3 separate regions of the Rattus norvegicus genome follow, and all the other regions are linked to region 3. The links are chromatin contacts, called in public Hi-C maps. All regions are on one chromosome and are shown on one strand. Each heading gives the region's core, a stretch centred on a gene start, on an enhancer-like site or on the middle of the called end of the contact. The rest is flanking DNA. Distances are from core to core; before and after follow the strand shown.

What was found. Hi-C and Micro-C count contacts between places; a contact is called where the count stands out from the background.
Region 1: a contact with region 3 is called in a Hi-C map of Schwann cells, with 4 times the contacts expected there. The contact joins the enhancer-like site here to the promoter of Pfn2 in region 3. A contact is called at or near these places in 2 of 12 Hi-C or Micro-C datasets (Schwann cells and frontal cortex) and 1 of 1 datasets of contacts at active chromatin or transcription factors (oligodendrocytes).
Region 2: a contact with region 3 is called in a Hi-C map of frontal cortex, with 2.2 times the contacts expected there. The contact joins the promoter of Rnf13 here to the promoter of Pfn2 in region 3. A contact is called at or near these places in 2 of 12 Hi-C or Micro-C datasets (Schwann cells and frontal cortex) and 1 of 1 datasets of contacts at active chromatin or transcription factors (oligodendrocytes).

The regions. Positions count from the first base shown.
Region 1 is chr2:144,382,667-144,387,235 of GRCr8, forward strand. All of the region lies in intron 1 of Rpl12-ps2 (ribosomal protein L12, pseudogene 2), which reads right to left. Among named protein-coding and RNA genes, the nearest start is that of Kmt5al1, 55 kb to the right of the region's middle. Within about 2 kb of position 2,180, at least 1 of the 93 cell types and tissues checked has an H3K27ac peak or open chromatin away from gene starts, as enhancers often do. A contact at or near this core is called in Schwann cells, where this site is marked.
Region 2 is chr2:144,075,956-144,080,635 of GRCr8, forward strand. It overlaps Rnf13 (ring finger protein 13), which reads left to right and starts at 2,016. Exons shown (of 10, transcript NM_001109444.2): 1 at 2,016-2,087. The region is part of intron 1 of Rpl12-ps2 (ribosomal protein L12, pseudogene 2); the gene reads right to left.
Region 3 is chr2:144,220,287-144,224,341 of GRCr8, forward strand. Pfn2 (profilin 2) reads right to left here and starts at 2,650. Exons shown (of 3, transcript NM_030873.2): 1 at 2,389-2,650; 2 at 240-432. The coding sequence starts at 2,520. All of the region lies in intron 1 of Rpl12-ps2 (ribosomal protein L12, pseudogene 2), which reads right to left.

The sequences.
Region 1 (4,569 bases), core at 930-3,429, 160 kb after region 3:
CCCGCCCCCTTACTGCACCAAAGGATAAGCAAGTTACAAGAAATCAACCCCCAGACCTGGTCCAGTGGATCAGAGGTCAAGCAAGATGTCATAAATCTAGGCCATAAAGATCAGAAGATCAAAGGGGGGTGGGAAACAAGGAACAAAACACAAAGACAAATCCAGAAATCAGTACCTAGACTTATAACCAGTCCAACCCCAGATTCCTATACACCAGAGTGAGAACACATAGCAGCCTGGGCAATAATATGGGAGAAGTGAAAGTATTGTTATTGGCAAGTGATGATGGTATACACAGGCCACTCCGAAAATTCTACCAGGGAGCTTCTGCAGCTGATAAACTCCTTCAGTCAAACGACTGGATACAAGATTAACTTAAAAAAAATCAGTTACTCTCCTAAATACAAATGGGAAAATGGCTGAGAAACAAATCAGGGAAACAACCTCCTTCCCAATAGGTACAAATAATACAAACTATCTTGGGCTAACTCTAACCAAGCAAGTGTCTTGTATGATTAAAAATTTCAAGCCATTGAAGAAAGATTGGAGAAAATATCAGAAGATGGAAAGATCTCCAGGCTTATGGATCAGTAGAATTAACATAGTAAAAATGACCATTCTACCAATGCAATCTACAGATTCAATGCAATTCCCATCAAATTACAACACAATTCTTTCCGTCCTTGAAAGAACAATACTCAAGTCCATCCAGAAAAACAAAAAACTCAGTGTAGCTAAAACAATTTATATATTAAAAGATCTTTGGAAGGTATCACCATCATGATCTCAAGCTGTACTACAGAGCTATAACAATAAAACTGCATGGTATTGGCATAAAAACAGACATGTTGACCAAAGGAATTGAATTGAAGACCTAGATCCTCCATAGTCTATGTGGCTTTTAGTACTACTATATTTAAAGTTCCTTCTAGAATGGTCTGTTAAACTCTACTTACAGCTTAAACTGCTTTCCTAATCCAAAGTCCCAACATCATCCATGTGTTTACAAAAACCAGCGTAGTCAGGCCTGTCAGCAATACCCTACTCCCTGGAACCAACTTTTGTCTTAGTTACTTTCCTATTCTATGAAGAGACACCATAAACAAAGGCAAAATATAAGAGAGAGAGAGAGAGAGAGAGAGAGAGAACACCAGAATGGTGTAAACTTCTCAAAACCCACCCTTAGTGACATACCATCTCCAACAAGTATATGACTTCTTCAACAAGGCCACACCTTCTAATCTTCCCAAGCTGTTCCACCAACTGAAAACCAAGCATTGGACTGTACCAGTTATTCTCCTTCAAACTGCCACATTTCCGTTATATCCCAAATCAAAATGTCTGTTGGATTTCAATAGTAGAAACTATTATATACAATAAGTGTGTGTGTGTGTGTGTGTGTGTGTGTGTGTGTGTGTGTGTAATAAACAACATGTGTGTATTTCTGTCACAGGAATTTAGGAGTACCTCTTACCTGTTTGAAAATGCAAAAATAATTAATATAACTATAAACAAATGAGGCTTATTTCAGTAGATAGGTGGCTTATGTACAGCCCTGCAAAATTAGACTGATATTATTAATGTTCTGAAATTTCTAGGAAGCATAAGATAATGACTACCCTCTCAAAAGGCTCAACATATGGTAAAATATTTGGGGCATGTCCTAATTCCAGAATAGTGGGCTTTGTCTGCTAAAAAGAAAAAAGTACTCCTATGCGTAGGACCTCCATAAACTATGCTCATAGCCTTTTTAGGCATGGCTGGATTCTGCCAATTTGGATTCCAGATATTGTTATCATTGTTAAGAAATTTCATGAAACCACACGAGGACCAGGCCCTAGATGCCACCAACGGTTGGTGAGAAAATAGCAGTGAGTTTTTCAAACGAGTTACTCTTGTTGGCCTGGTCTTGAGAATTCTTGATTTAGAAAAGCTTTTAACCCTGTGTGTGACAGAATACAAGGGATGGCATTGTAAATTTTGTAGCTATTTCCTTCATACTAAAGCTCATACACTTCAGGATACTGAGAAATATACAAGGTGCAGGAAGCTCATGAAATTTAGGATCATGGAGCTGAGAAAGTTAAAAGACTCACAACTGTCTGCCCAGGGTTGTAAAGGGTGTGAAGGGAATCTAGGACTAGCAAGCATGCATACAAATTGTGTAAGGAGCTTCCGGAAGTCAGTTTTCATGAATGAGCCTTTGAGTCGCCCACGCTCCTCTTAGTAACCCTACTAAATGCATGGCTCACTAAGGTAGACATGGGTGGGATAATTTCTATGTCATGGGTGCTCAATCTGGGAAAGTGATCTTTCTTTTTAATGCCTCTCCAAGAAAAGTCATACAATAGGGGTTTTTCAACCAAAAGCTATGAGGCATTCCCAGATCTGTAGCCTATTTCTCCAAACTACTAGACTCTGTGCCCTGTGGATGTCCTAGATTAGCAGAAGTAGCTACAGCAAGGCTAATAATCAAAGACTTATTAGTCTGCTACTAAATTCACTTCGGAATACTCATAAAATGTACATTTCTGGTTCTGGGCCAATTTTTTTGTTACTTGTGACTCACTTGTGTAGTCTGAAATCAGGTACAATGACATGCCTGTAGCAATGTGCATTTTGTTTAAGATTGGTTTGTGTTTGTGTTTCACATAAATTTTAAGATTGACTTTCTATTTAAATGAAGACTGGCATGGGAATTTTTATGAAGATTGCATTTAATCTATAGACCTTGTTTTTTTGAAAAATAGTCATTTCCACAATACTTTAGAAAAATCAAGTGGTAGGTTTTCACTTAACTTTTAAACTTTTATTTGAAGTTGTAAGTTTGCGTAATCTTTAAACCTTGCTAACTTCATGCTGTGAGCAATGTAATTTTTTAAAAAGCCACAGAATCACAGATACAGTAACTGTGGAGCCTTTTACAGGTGTCCATGTCTAAGTGGAATAAGTTTATGTCACTCACTCTCTTTTACCTCTTCAAAATAAACTCTTTCACTTTGATTCACTCTGATTTACCCCAAAATTCTTGTCTGTCCATAGTCAATGCTCTGGCTTTACCTGTGTGGAGGTCCCTAAGAAAAGAACTTCTCAAAGAACTGGTGTCAGTTTGGGGTTTGAATCTCTGGGAGGAGCTCCTTTGATGCTACTACAGAACCCCTGTGGCTGTAACACTTTAGTTCCAACCACAAGTGAGAGAGAATATTTGTTGTCTCCTACATTTTTTACCCTCACTCAGTAGTAGTTGGGATTTTTTTTTTATTAACTTGAGTATTTCTTATATACATTTCATGTGTTATTCCCTTTCCCGGTTTCCGGGCAAACATCCCCCTCCCCCTTCCACTTCCTTATGGGTGTTCCCCTCCCAACCCTCCCCCCATTGCCGCCCTCCCCCCCATAGTCTAGTTCACTGGGGGTTCAGTCTTAGCAGGACCCAGGGCTTCCCCTTCCACTGGTGCTCTTACTAGGATATTCATTGTTACCTATGGGGTCAGAGTCCAGGGTCAGTCCATGTATAGTCTTTAGGTAGTGGCTTAGTCCCTGGAAGCTCTGGTTGCTTGACATTGTTGTACATATGGGGTCTCGAGCCCCTTCAAGCTCTTCCAGTTCTTTCTCTGATTCCTTCAACGGGGGACCTATTCTCAGTTCAGTGGTTTGCTACTGGCATTCGCCTCTGTATTTGCTGTATTCTGGCTGTGTCTCTCAGGAGCAATCTACATCCGGCTCCTGTCGGTCTGCACTTCTTTGCTTCATCCATCTTGTCTAATTGGGTGGCTGTATATGTATGGGCCACATGTGGGGCAGGCTCTGAATGGGTGTTCCTTCAGTCTCTGTTTTAATCTTTGCCTCTCCCTTCCCTGCCAAGGGTATTCTTTTTCCTCATTTAAAGAAGGAGTGAAGCATTCACATTTTGATCATCCGTCTTGAGTTTCGTTTGTTCTAGGGATCTAGGGTAATTCAAGCATTTGGGCTAATAGCCACTTATCAATGAGTGCATACCATGTATGTCTTTCTGTGATTGGGTTAGCTCACTCAGGATGATATTTTCCAGTTCCAACCATTTGCCTACGAATTTCAGAAACTCGTTGTTTTTGATAGCTGAGTAATATTCCATTGTGTAGATGTACCACATTTTCTGTATCCATTCCTCTGTTGAAGGGCATCTGGGTACTTTCCAGCTTCTGGCTATTATAAATAAGGCTGTGATGAACATAGTGGAGCACATGTCTCTTTTATATGTTGAGGCATCTTTTGAGTATATGCCCAAGAGAGGTATAGATGGATCCTCAGGCAGTTCAATGTCCAATTTTCTGAGGAACCTCCAGACTGATTTCCAGAATGGTTGTACCAGTCTGCAATCCCACCAACAATGGAGGAGTGTTCCTCTTTCTCCACATCCTCGCCAGCATCTGCTGTCCCCTGAGTTTTTGATCTTAGCCAATCGCACTGGTGTGAGGTGAAATCTCAGGGTTGTTTTGATTTGCATTTCCCTTATGACTAAAGATGTTGAACATTTCTTTAGGTGTTTCTCAGCCATTCGGCATTCCTCAGCTGTGAATTCTTTGTTTA
Region 2 (4,680 bases), core at 766-3,265, 140 kb before region 3:
CCCAATTAAACACTTTCTTTTATAAGTTGCCTTGGTTATGGCATATTGTCACAGTAAATAAAGACAGTCTTATGTTTCCTGGACTGGCTTTGAAGTTACTATAAAGCTAAAGAGACCCTGTAACTTCAGATCCTCCTGAGTGCTGGGATTTTAGGCCTGCCCCATCACATCCAGATGATTTGTTTTTAGGAGGGAATAATTAGTGTGTGTGTGTTTTTTTAAATCATCACGTACTCTATTAAACTTTTCATATTCTTGAAAAACCACAATTGAAAATATTATTTTCCATTCTGTCTTCTAATTTACCTTCATTCAATACAAGGGGGAGTGTGTGTGTGTGTGTGTGTGTGTGTGTGTATGTGTATATATATCTACACACACATAATTACATAAATATATATGTATATATACATATATACACATACACACACACACACACACACACACACATATATATATAAATTAATCTGCCCAAGTGAAACACAAATACATTAGCTTACTTATTTCTAAGAGAACTATATATTTACCATGGTCTACAGAGCAGACTGAATACAGAAGCAAAATGTTCTTTTCTTAAAAGTCTTTATTTTTTTTTGTCTTTTTAAAAAAAACTTTTTTATATCATGGAAGAAATCTGATTTAATATAAAAATAATTTTGAGAGAATTTAGTTAAAAATGCACCAGAAGGTATCCCCTTTGCAAGTGTATGTGCAGTAGTTACCCTCATTTTCCTAATCTTGACCTTTATGACTTTCGTCAAAGCAGAATTACGAAGTTGTGAATGTCTTCTTCCCAATAAATGAAAAGAATACACCAACTATAGAATTGTGGGCTACACAGCTGAAAATGTTCTTGATGGTCTTTATTTTTCAAACTTGATTCTTTGTTTCTTGCCTTTTTATAACCCAGAGTTAGTGCTTGCTAGTCAAGAGCTCTGCCTGTGAACTCAATCTTCAACCCCTTACATTGGCTTTTTAAAATTGCTTGTGTGGTATAGGTTCTAGTTAAAAAGGCACACGGAAAAAGAGAACAGGAAATCTTTCTATTCCTGTTCCCCACCTACTTAGGGCTCCTGAAGCAAACGAGGCTATAAACTACTCATATCCCTGTTATAACCCAACCCCAAACCCAAACATTTTAATTAAATATTTGATGTCAGTATTATGGGCCTCAAAGATGCCTTATTATTTCAAGCTACAGTAGGACCAGTAGGGCATGTCAGAATCTTTGCATCAAACCGCATTAAAAACAAACAGCAGTAGTTTAGGAGCTGATAATGTCAATGGCCCAATAGGTCATTTAAATTCAAGCATTCTGCCTTTTCAGATTAGGGGGAGAAAAAGTATGAGGGGAACACTAGGGATGGGATTTTGGCTCTTCAAAAGGTGACAAGGTTTTTGAATGTCTGTTCTGAGGACTGAATCGCGTGGTTGGACTTTGGCTAGTCAAGCAGTGAGCTGATCAGCCCGGCTCCCTGCCAGGCCTCGTGGTTCGTGCCTAAACCTCCAGCGGCTAGCTCTAACCCGACCTGGATTCCAGTGCAAGGCGTCGCCCGGCGTTCCCCGCCTTCAGAGCCCGGCTCGCCAGAGGAGCGCAGGACATTTGGCCGCTCTTCGGCCTCGAATCGGTACGGGCCACTCAGACACACAGCCTCCACTAGGGTCTCGCTCTGCAAGCCAATCATCTGCCGACCAGGCTGGAACAGTCCTGGGTGGCTTCTCCACCGCACCCAGGGTTTCCAAAAGCGATCCCTCCTTCATCTTCTCGTTCCTAATAGGGATGATGGATCACGCGGTTCAGAACGACAATCAAAAACTGGGCAGTTCTCCCGACACAGCGGAGGCAGGCAGCGCGACTTTGCGAAAGGGGCGGGGCTGTGACGGGCAACGTCACAGCCCAATAGCGTCTCTTTACCTCCGAGTGTGGGCCAATGAGGCGTGGGAGGCGGGACTTCCGCTCGCCCGCTGTTGTGGTCCCTTCACCGACTTGCTTGGGTAGGGGCTCAGTGCGGATACTCAGTCATGAAGTCCGGGTAGCGACTTCTCTTGGGTGGCCGTGACCCTAGGTTCCGGGGGCCGGACTTCAGGTAAGAGTGTGGCTCCGCAGCGGTAGGCGGGGGTTGTCGGGCCTGGCGGGGAGAACACACCCACTCCGGCCTGGGTGCGGTGGCCGGCGGTGGAGATCGTGGGGCTCCTCGGCTTTGTGCTGTGACAGTATAGGCCCGTGTCGGAGACGAGTCCTTAGCACCCCATCCTGTGGGCTCGTAGGTCTGAAGTTGTGGACCGGCTGTAGATTTTGCTTCCACGGTCTCTTCCAAAGGTGCCCGTGACCTGGAAAGATACTTGGAAGACTTCTCTTGGTTCCAGGACTTTCCTCTGAGTCCTCAGCGAAAATACTCTCGGGACTGTTTTTTCTTTAAAAAAGAAGAAGAAGAAAAAAAAATCTCATCGCTCGCTTCCTTCCTTTCTCATCCACTCCCCTTCCGTAAAAGCTAAGCCTGCAGGCTTAGACGTGACCTTGCTAGGGCCACACAACTGCTTTTTTTTTTTTTTTTTTTTTTTTCTCTCTCCACCCAATCTTGGAAGTCCGAACTTTTGCAAGGACGCTTATTGAGTTGATCTGCCCCTAAAAGGGAAACAACTTTGGTAGCCTTTGCTGCATATTCTCTGCTTGGTTACGGCCATTTGCCCTATTTTTTTTTCTAATCTGGCAGTAGTTAATTTCCTTTAACTCCCGTTTTATCCTCAGTTTCAGCACCGTGGGCAGCTGCTAGGGGCAGATGTCTGGTCCCAAACCTGCCTGGGTGGTACTGCTTGCTCCCAGTGATGCAGCAGTTCCAGTGGAAACTGCGTTCCTTTCAGCAGTGCCGAGAAGACAGCTGCACTTTCTGATACAATACAGTAAAGTGGCCGTGCCTCCCAAGAGCCAGTAGAGACAGGCAATTTAAAGATTTAGGGAAGAGCTTTTCAGACTTTAATTGGCCACAGGGTCATTATTTATTTATTTGAGACAGGGTCCCTAGGTGTAGCCCAGACTGACTTCAAACTTGTCATTCTTTTGCTTCAGCTTACCCAGTTCTGGAATTACGGGACCATCAAGCTTTGTTTAAAGACAGTTTTCAATGAGTCAAAAAGATAACTCCATTACAGAGGAATGCAGCTGGACTGTGGTAGTTAAATAGGAGTTGAGTGTAGAGGGCCACAGGGATTCATTAATCTTTTTTTTTTTTTTTTTTTTTTTTTTGTAATTTATGGTGAAAGAGTCAATTTCAGGCACAGTTTTTGTTTGTTTGTTTGTTAATGTGGATAGTGAGGAAAATGTAAAGTGTATTGAAAAACTGTTTCCAAAGAGTTTCAAATTTGGGGATCAGACTAGACTTAACCCTCCAGTCTTCAGTGACTATGGGAAGGGCTAGTGGGATCGTTTGGTGAGTAGTAGAGATTGCTGTGCAGTCCTAATGATCTGGATTAGATTTCCAGAACCCACACAAATGTGGAAGGGGTGAACTGACTCCATAAAACTGTTCTCTGCTCTCTACATGAATCTTGTGGTATATGTCTTACCTCCCAAGTCATACACACACAATAAGTAAAAAAAAAAAAAAGAAAAAAAGAAAAAAAGGTAAAGCTGTGAAGATTAAATGAGATAAAATATAGTATGTCTGTACATAGTTAAGCTTCATTGAATTGATTATACAGAACTTCAGTCTCTGTATAGGGAATGTTAGTAATGTCGTAGTAGTATGTGTATGTTTTTCTCTGCCTTACTTGAAGTCAACATGATGTCTTGATGTGCGGTGTTAAGTAATGCCATGGTAAAAACCATGGTTAGGGAAATTGAGTATGGGAGGGTTTGGGGTTAACCACTCATTTGTCCTCCTATTTCTGTAAGAATTTTAGAGGAGCCTAGCTTGTTACTAGCATGCAGCCTACTTCCTTTGATATTTCTGCATCTGAGACTAACAGTTTATATCAGCTTTGGGGCACTAATTTCAGCAAAGTGAGGGTAGAGTAGGTGTTTACCTCTTGGGGTAGGTTTATTGAGTTGATCGAGACACTTTATGTTTTGTAGTTTTTATTAGCTGTATATTAACTGGCTTGATAAAATAATGTCATGTTAGCATTAGCTAAAAATAGTTGGCTTTTATAGTAAAGCTTATGACTTTGGACATTTTAAAATTAGGAAATAGTAATATATAGCTGAAAGAAAGTGAGTAAGCCAAAGTTGTGATTTCCACTGTTTGACTTGTTATTACTGAATAGTGCCACATACTGTGGTTTCCTGTGACACAAAAAGGGGAAGGCAGCTAGTAAGCATTGTTACGTTTCTCAGAAGAAACAGGATTGATAGACACGTGAGTTCATTTTAACAAAGCCTGTCCATGAATGATGGTTCTAAATCCACATATTCTGTAGATAATTATTGAACTCACATAAAACATAAAATTAATGTTTTATGAAGATGTTGCACCGCACAGAAATTGATTTGAGAAGAATGAAAGTATGTGGTTGCTATTGTCAAAATTTATGTCGCGGTGTATAAATAATACCTAATAATAAAAATAAGATTAGCTATGAGTCAAATAGGTTTCTAATTACTTTGTATTATCACATACAATTCTCAGATTCATTAGTATGGTAGATAATAGTACAATTATGACTTAAAATTTGTTTTTTTGT
Region 3 (4,055 bases), core at 1,400-3,899:
CAACTTTCCATTGTTAAGATTACTAAAGCTGTGGCAGTTTACAGCAGTCAGGGGGAGGAGTGAGGCGCGTACGCACCACTCTGAAACAGACGAGATGGTAGCAGTGCCAGCCTTCAGTGCTGAGCAGCTCACAAACCCCCTTAAGAGTCTCTAGGAACGAATCTTTACTTAAACCATTAAAGAAACCCAAGTTCTAACGTGGCATGCAACTTTCAGGCACAAAAAACCAGCTTGCTTACCTCTCCCAGCTCTGCCAACAGCAACGTTGTATGTTGGCTCCCCACCTTGACTCTTTGTCCGGATGTCCATTGTGCAGTCCGAGTCAACGTATAGGCTATCTCTGATCACAGAGCACTTCTTTCCTCCAAGAGTCAAACCATTGGTAAAGAAACCTTCCCGGTCTTTTCCTATAATCACATCTATTTCTGCTGGCTGGCCACCCAAAACAAAGAAGAAAAAAATTACAGTTAATCAGAATTTGATACAACAAACTGTGTGCTGATGTAAATATCTTGATTGTTCTTGTTTTTATCATTACACGGTTACATGATTTACACATTAGTTTGCTTTTGCAGTGAGGTCTGCTAACTAAAAGCCAGAGTATAGCAACGGTACAAAGAGTCTCCCTAAACAGTTGGCAGTTGACACCGGCTACAAACTGAAATTGAGTTATTTATAAACTATATCAAGTCAGGTGCTACTTGAAGGTGCTTATGTAATTGTAAAGATTCAGCTATAAGCTCTTACAAAAGCTTGTCTGTCACATTCAGCCACATTAGTCATGTTGCATCAAAGTTAAAGTTGAGTGAAAGTCTACCCAGATAAACCTGCTCACTTCTCTGTTTCGAGCAGATTGAAATATCCCTGGCAGTGTGAGCCTCAAACACCACCTCCATCACTGTGGGGCATTTCCAAGTTCGTTTTTCCCTCCTATTTTTCTAGCCACTTTTTTCTCTCCAACTTGCCTTGCCCTTCCATTCAATAATCAGCTTTTCCTTCTGGACAAATGCAGTGTGGAGTCTGTCTACAGCACTGCAGTAACCAATAGTAAAATCAGAGAGAAAATGGAGGGGCATTGGTAAGGAAAGTGAGTTAGCCGGCAGAATAGAAAAGAGAATACGTTCATTCTAACATTCCATGAATAAGAAGGAAGGCGTCGCCCCCATCAGAACTGCAGAGTCATAGCAGGCCCCAGCCATTTCCAAGCATACTCCCGCAATCTTCTTAAGCCAGACAGCGGGAACTCACACACAAAGGCAAGACTGCAGAAAAAAAAAGTTAAATCACCAAATGTCAATTCGCTGTAGGAATTGTGATCTCTCACATGGGGACAGGAGATCTTAAAGCACTCCTATCATGGACTGAATCCACACTGATATATTAAACCATGTTAAGTAGTAAAATGCTGAGCACCTGTGATATGGGACTTGATTTTTCCTAGGTGATGGGAAGGGAGTGGGAGTGTGGAACTAAGAAATTAAGGGAATGGTCTTGTACTTGATACTGGTGCCAAAATTTTAAAGAAGAGCATTGCATAGAAACGAGCATAACAATAAGCAGTGCTGGAGGCTGATTGACGAATATACTCCAAACGTGTGGCAACCGAGTCAAATGCCATCAAGTCACATGAAGATGAGACAACGTGAAGCAGATATCGGTATTAGTTCTTTTACTACCATCACTAAAGAGGGAGTGACTTGAGAAGTGTCACCCCCCCCCAGCGACTCCCCAGATTTTTTTTTTAAATCACCCTTAAACCATCCCCTTTTTAGAGCTATGTTGCGTAACTGGGGATAACAGTATATCGATGAATCTCTATAGGTGGAGAAGAGAAATCAATGGCAGTTCGCCATCTTGGAGGAAAAAAAAAACTATAGAGCCACAGCTGAAGTAGATTCACGATTCCACCTACGTGGTCCGCGTACCTTTCTCTCCAGCCTAGGAGGCCTGGACACCCGCAAGCCTACGCAAAGTCACTCCATTAATTCCCGGGACCCGGCCACCGCCGCCACCCACATCCCGCGCACACTGCCGAGCCAGGGCCAGCCTGCTGCCTAGGACCTCCCGCCCACACCCGGGGACCTGCACTGCAGCCCGCCGGGCTCCCCGAACGCTGAGGGGCCTCCCGGGGTGACGTCCCCTCCTCCACCCTGGCAGCCGCAAGCCGGGGCGCCGCCGGGGCGAAGAGTCCGGCCGCCCCGCCCCCGCGCGGCCTCGGGCAGCATCCCCAGGCTCAGCGGCTGGCACGGGGGCCCCCCCGGCTGCATGCCCTTCCTCAGCCGGCGGTACCCTATCCTTCAGCCCCGGCCTCATCCCCTTCCTCGCGGGCGGGCGTCCCCTTCCTCAGGCCCGCCGCACACCTGCCGGCTCGGCGCCCCCGGGCCTCACCGTGATGCTCTGGAAGACGCCCCCGGCCGTGGCTGCCCAGACGTATTTGGCGTCGCAGTAGCCGACAATGGCGGCCTCCTGGCAGCAGCCATCGCACATCAGGTTATCCACGTAGCTCTGCCAACCGGCCATCTTCGAGCCCTTCGCACTGCAGCGGGGACGGCAGGAGCAGAGGCGCAGCAGCAGCGGCGGCGGCGGCGGCGGTGGAGGCGGGGCGGGGGCGGGGAGGAGGCGGCTCTGCGCAGGCACCGACCGCCCCTCTCCGGGGAACTGCGGCGGGCGGGGACAGGACCCGCAGCGGGGAGCGCCGGGCGGCCGCGGCCGCGGGGCTCAGGGGCCAGCGGCTGAGCGACGCTTGCAGCGGGGCTGGCGACGGCCGACTCACACCGCAGCTCCCTCGGCTCTCCGCGGCCAGCGGGACGTGTACGCGCGTGCGTGCGATCCTTCCGCAGCGCAGCCGGCGAGGGTCCCGGGGAGGGCGGGAGAGCTGAGGCGGGGGCGCGGAGGGATACCGCCGGGGACAATCACGGCCCACACGTGCGGCAGGCGAGCGGGAGCAGGGCTGGGGCGCGGCGGCGGAGGCTTCACCGCAGGCTATGAGGCGAGGCAGCTTGAGTGGGCGCCGTAGGGTGCCAGAGCTCTGGGTGCACGGCGGCCGCGGTGCTCACTCCTCAAGTGCCAGCCCTGGACGCGGTATTTATTGACAGCACCGGTGTCGGGTGGCAGGGTTGCCCTGGTGACGGGATGCAGACGAGGGTTTACTCTTTGTAGTGGGAGCGGCCAGTGCGGGTTGCCCACACTTGGGGAGGTGTCTCTTGAAAGACCTTGGCCAGCTGCGCCTCGCACGCTCCTGAAATCAGAGCAGTGGCAACGGAGCAGCGCAGCTCTTTGTTGCCTCCTTTGAGTACGAGGAACTCCAGGTTCAGTGGAGCTTTTGCCCTGAACGCAGTGCTGCTAATCACACATGGGGCTCAACGGTCCAGAAATTCTAACTAAAAAAAGCAAAGCAAAGCAAAACAAAAAAACCAGACCCTATGCGTACTTGGTAACTGGAAAAGTTACTGTGCGTTAAATACATCCACGAAATACAAAGAATAGTCGAGCTAGAAAAGATTCATTGAACTAGACCAGTGGTTCTCAAACTTCCTAATGCTGAGCGTGACCCCTTAACACAGTTACCTATGTTGTGCTAACCCCCCAACCATAAATTATTTTGTTGCTATTTCATAACTGTAAATTTGCTAGTTATGAATCATAATGTAAATATCTGATATGTGCCCCCAAAGGGTTTGAGGCCCACAGGTTGAGACCCACTGTACTAAATGGTGAAAATAATTCAGAATCTACATCCGAGGAAGACTTGTATATGACAGGGTGGGAAATGGTTTAAGAGTCTCCGAACATTCTCCTACATCTTTATTAACTTTATGTGCTGGGTCTAGACTCAGCATCAGATGTTCCCCAACGATGACCAGTTTGAGGTGACAAACCCGACCTGCTTATTAAGGGAAAGAAAGCTCCAGTAGATTGCAAACTATCATCAAGTTTAAAGTTGTGGAGCACACTGACAATTTTATAATAGCATCACTGAACTTTTATTTATTATTTATTTATTGGGCTTTAAAAAAAATAATGTCTTAGAGTTCTGATCGCTATGAAGAGACACT